Regions from separate parts of the Macaca mulatta genome. Here region 1 is linked to region 2. A link is a contact called in public Hi-C data. All regions are on one chromosome and are shown on one strand. The core of a region is the stretch at or near the end of the contact, and the rest is flanking DNA. Distances in the headings are between cores, read along the strand shown.

Region 1 (2,700 bases), core at 109-2,608, 210 kb after region 2:
GAAGAATCTTATAGAGCTTGCTCTCGTACAGCAACTGGGGATGCCTGGCCTTCTGAGATTCTAGCTTCACTGCCACTTCCTGCAGGGGAAAGAGGGGATGATGGCATCAACATCCCTACGGATTCAGTGTCATTTAGGAAAGGAGAGAGACATTAGCAAAACTCCAAGTCGCGACTACAAGGAAGAAGTGAAAAGCTGGAAAGAGAAAGCTCTCTGTAATTATAAAACGAGGCAACCAGCCTCAAAGGCCTCTTCAGGGGGTAGTGACGAAATCGTACGTCCTCTAAAGTGCAGGAAAATGATTCATCCAGAAAAAAGAAGCAACCTCTGAACGTAGTGAGAGGTTTTTAAGGAACTAGGCAATCGGAAACTGTTCTAATTGGAACAAGAGGCCCAGTAGGATTAAAAATTAAATAAAAGAAAAGCAAAGCAAAGCATGGGAATCACAGAAAGAGGATTTTGCCGTTTCCACCTTAAAAGTCGGTTAAAAAAAAAACAGCTCGACGAAGGGACATTTATGGGACGTGTTTAACAAGCTGGGAAACTAGTTCCCCCAACCTTTCTATCGGGTTCTTGACCCTTTTAGGGAGAGAGCGGGCGAGGATCGCAAGCCAGGAAAACTAGCTCCCTGGACTCCCTGGCGAGTGCGTGCGGTGAGGAAAGGCCCGAGCACTTTGGGGGTGCGCGGTGGTGGTGGGGGGAATGAGGAAAAGCGCAGCGTTATCGTGAACCCCACCCCAGGTGATTACCTCGCCGTTGGTGATGTTGATCGCCAGATAGATGTCCCCGAAGGAGCCAGACCCGATCTTCCGTACCAGTTTATATTTCCCTCCGACAATGAATTCGGCCTTAGAGCCGCTGCTACTCGCCATCCTGAGAGACGAAGATGGAGTCTGGGGCCAAGCCCCGACACCTCTGGGAAGACGACGGAGGCCTCTGGGGCTCCTACACTGGGCAAGGCTACGGAGGAAGGCGGCAGGAAACAGAACACGGAGGCCTTTACCGGCGTTCGGGGCCCAGAATCAGCCGAGCGGAACCTGATCACCGCCGCTCGGTCAGGTTTCTTTTTGCCAGGCCGCAGTTTGTGAAGGGCTTCTCGCGGTTACCAGGCTGGGCCACTTGTTTCTCGGCGGCCGCCGCTGCCTCGCTTGCGCGGCGACGTCGCGGGCTGGAAAAGGGGCGCGGTGAGCTAGGGCGGCGATACAGCTACCACCACTGCCGCCGGCTCCGGCCCTGAGGGACCCCTGTCACTCCGCCGACGCCGCCATCTTGTTACTCCAGCTCCAGCCAACACAAAATGCCCCCAGTCCCCGGGAGCCGCTTCTTCACGGCGCAGAGCACTCTGGGAAAGGGATCTGGGGCGCTCGCTCCGAAGGATCGGCAGCGAGAGGGCGGAACCGGATCCGTGAGAGTCGCGGCCCACGCTCCGAGCGTCACCCTGTCACCGCCCAGTAGCGCATGAGCGCTGCAACTCCTGCTGACTGCGCAGGCGTGCCGCGGCCTGCCTCACCCCGCCCCGGGCTTTCTTCCACTTCCGGTCGGCGGCGGCTCAGCTGGTGTTACCTGTTACTCGCCTCGGACCCGCAGGGTCTCTGGAAGGCTGAGTGGCCCCAGGCCTCGATGTTGGGAGGAGTCACCTTCATGTTTCGTGTCAGGCCTCCTTAGGAGTTGGGTATTGACCTTTGCTCTTTGAGGCGGTTTTTAACCTTTGATCTTTCTTCTGGCCGCTCCCCAGGACCGGCCTATTCCAACCCAGTTTCTGTTTGGAAAGAGGCTATCGCCTCTGGTGGAGAGGAAGAGAAAAGCAGCCCGCGTTGAGGAATCGTTCAGGGCTCTCGGTTATAGCAAAACCTAGCTAATTACCCTTCATAATTAGAATTTTCTTCTCTACTACGGAGTGTTATAGACCCTCTTTCCACAGGAGGGGAAAAAAGAAAGAAGCCGGAATCCCCCTGCCGTCCTACGTCTTTGCATTATTGCCTCACTACCACTTTTGATCTTCAGAAGAAAACCCAGTATCTTGTTCATAGTGAAGATTAGGGATAGATGGAATCAACAGAAAATTAATTTAACAAGAGTGAAAAAACTGTTATGCCCCCCAACCCCACCAAAACAACAACAAAGAATCGTATGTTGGTCATGTTGAAAACCGCAGTATTAACCTGAACAGAGTAGAGGTAACTATTACAAAATTTAATTGACAACATTTAAAGCTACACGGAAATTTTTTTCTTTTTTACTAAAAATCGATCAGAGAATCAAATCTTGACCACATTTTGTATTACAAAATTTGACCTGGGAAAATTGGGTTGAGTAATAGTAATGTTCACAAAAGAAAGCTCCATGGTTTATGCTATCATCTTAAGTCAGACCTCAGTCGTAAACATTTAAGCTAAGCCTATCCTAAATAAAATTTAATTAAAATAGAAATGAGGGCCGGGCGCAGTGGCTCACGCCTGTAATCCCACCACTTTGGGAGGCCGGGGCGGGCAGATGACTTGAGGTCAGTTGTTCGAGACCAGCCTGGCCAACATGGCGAAACCCCGTATCTACTAAAAATACAAAAATTAGCTGGGTGTGATGACGTACACTTGTAACCCCAGCTACTCGGAAGCGGAGGTTGCGGTGAGACTAGATCACGCTACTGCACTCCAGCCTGGGCAACAGAGAGACCCTCTCTCAAAAAAATAATTAATTAAA
Region 2 (2,700 bases), core at 73-2,572:
GGTGGTCTTTTTCCTTCAAGAAAGGTATATTTAACATCACACCCTGCAGGTGTAACTGTCGTGGGGTCAGTTCAATTCAGGGCACCATCTGGTCTGAGTTAGGTACAGGACAATAAAGGAGGCCATCTATTACAAACATCAGTGATTGACAGGGGAGAAATCTGGTTTCTGCTCTGCTACATGGACCCAGACCACAGCCACATTTCTCTCAAAGCTTAAAGTATTTGGGAGGTTCCAATAGCTTTTACATTTTATTTATTTTCATATTCCATTGCAATCAGAATCAGTCTAAATTCAGCAAAAAAAAGTTTTTGAAGCCGGGGGCAGTGGCTCATGCCTGTCATCAGCACTTTGGAAGGCTGAGGAAGGCGGATCACCTGAGGTCATGAGTTCAAGCCCAGCCTGTCCAACATGGTGAAACCTCGTCTCTACTAAAAATACAAAAATTAGCTGTGCCTGGTGGTGGGCGCCTGTAATCCCAGCTACACAGGAGGCTGAGGCAGGAGAATTGCTTGAACCTGGGAGGCGGAAGTTGCAGTGAGCCAAGATTGTACCACTGCACGCCAGCCTGGGTGATAAGAGTGAGACTCCATCTCAAAAAAGAAATAATTTTGAACACCTAATTAGGGCACTGCTCAATGGGAATGAATAGACAATATCTCTGCCTTAAAAGAGCTTATATTTTAATGAGAGGAAATGAGAAAATACACACCATTTAAAAAACAAGTCCATAAGAAGGGCATTCGAGAAAAAGGCTGGGAGGAGTGATAGGCAATGGTTCAGGCTGCAATGTTTTAAACCGTTCACGTGATCTAGCCCTACCTAACAACTAGTCCTATTGCCCTCCCGCCTCTGTATATTTCAGTCCCTTACATGGAATACTCTTCTCTCTTTATTAGGCTTCTGCAGATGTTTCCCTCTGCCTGAACCCTTTCTTCAGCTCAGCTCAAATACCCGCTTCCTCTGGGAAAACATCCCACACGGCTAAATTTCTATTCCAGGCTTCCGCAACACCTGCCCCTCACCTTTAAACACCGCTCATATTCTGACTTTACATCCCGCTTGTATCTGTTTATCGCTCATAACATCAAGTAAGTTCCATGCGGACACAGCTATGATCTGCTTTGTTTGCCGCCGACCCTGCGCCCAGCACGGAGCCTCTGTAGTTACCACTAGGACCCGGCCTACTCGCGAAACACACTGAGAGCCGGAAGTGTTGCGATCGCTCCGAACGACCGGATGGGGAACTGCGCGGGCCACAGGGCAAACGGAAGTATAGCGTTCCTGTCCGGAAGCCCTGAGAGGGAAACGCCCGCAAAGGCTGGTTTTTAAGCGGGAGCATCTCTTCACTTGCAGCGAGTGCGCGTGCGCTGCCTCCCTCAGCCCAAGTCGGGAACATGGCCGTAAGGTCGCTGTGGGCGGGCCGGCTGCGGGTGCAGCGCCTACTGGCCTCGACTGCCGCGTGGGACAGCAAGTAAGCATTGCAGGCGGGGGGTCGGTAGCGTGAGGACTCTGCGGGGCTAGCGAGCCAGCCCGGGTGGTTGTGGGCTGGAGAGCGAGAGTTACCTGAACGTAGTCGAGGGGAGCAAGCCTCTCGGCCTCTACGACCATGCACTCACGGCCCCATTTTACAGACCGGGAAACTGAGGCCCCCAGCCGCACCTCTTTCTTATGCCGAGGAAGCGGGGGAGATCCGAGGTCATGTATGGCCTGGAAGGTGAGAAGTCTCTTAAGCCCCCAAGGGAGGGATGTACCTCTCTCCCGGCCTCTTCTCCCAGCCTGTGGTACCCGTGAGTAGATTTGGGTTCTCTCCCCTCACTCCGCGTGACCTTAGGCCAGTCCTTTCTCCGTTATCCGGGCACTGTTGTACCTGTCAGTAAAAGGAGGCCGCTGAACTTGGTTTCTCCAAACGGCCATTGCATCAGCCTTCGGGAGACAAGTTCCATTTGCTGCCTTTATTCATCGGCAGCTTATATTGGTCGCTTACGAGGCCGACTGCAGATCTATGGGTGGTTCTTTTTATTATTCCCTATTTAGTAATTGAGGAAACTGAGGTTTAGAAAAGTTGAGTAAGTTTTCCAAACTTAAATATTTGGGAAGTGGTAGAACCCGAGCTGGAAACCAGGGCATTAGAATGGGCGCTCTTATTTAATGAGCGATGTTAATTAATTTTCTCAGAGATTATTGCCTCTACACTGTTTCTTCCTGGGAAAGAGAATAAAAATGGTTGAGTACGAGGTAGGGTTGGACCTCTGAATAGTAAAGTAAGCTACGGGAGAATCTGGTAAATGTGCTTAACTATATATGTCACCGTTTTTATCTTAACACACCTGACCCAACATCCTACCCTAGCACCAGAGTAAGAGGTTGTATTCAGGGTTTGGGGACTTGGTTTTGTTTACCGTTCTCAAGTCTTTTTGGCAGCTTGTTGGTGATGTAAGGAAATGACCAGAAGAAAAATGGTTCCTTCTGATAAGCTGCCTCCCTGCTTCAATTCTGAAGCAGCAGGAATTGAGATTGGCCACAACTCCCCACCCCTATTTCTTGGTCTAAGCTTTGGCCATTTTCCCTTTGAACTGGCCCTGAGAATATTTTGACCTGCTTTTTCAAGTGGATAAATGTGGTTTTTTAGGGAGAAGGAGGTGTTTCCCTGTGTGTAATTATCCCCAGATCTACAGTGACCATATTTTCTGACCCCAG

The links. Hi-C and Micro-C count contacts between places; a contact is called where the count stands out from the background.
Region 1: a Hi-C map of fetal cortex germinal zone shows a contact between it and region 2, with 2.3 times the contacts expected there. The contact joins the promoter of CSNK1A1 here to the promoter of GRPEL2 in region 2. A contact is called at or near these places in 2 of 14 Hi-C or Micro-C datasets (blood and fetal cortex germinal zone).

What each region holds. Positions count from the first base shown.
Region 1 is chr6:158,514,227-158,516,926 of T2T-MMU8v2.0, forward strand. It overlaps CSNK1A1 (casein kinase 1 alpha 1), which reads right to left and starts at 1,359. Exons shown (of 10, transcript NM_001261235.1): 1 at 750-1,359; 2 at 1-79. The coding sequence starts at 872.
Region 2 is chr6:158,304,918-158,307,617 of T2T-MMU8v2.0, forward strand. It overlaps GRPEL2 (GrpE like 2, mitochondrial), which reads left to right and starts at 1,323. Exons shown (of 4, transcript NM_001261153.1): 1 at 1,323-1,474. The coding sequence starts at 1,398.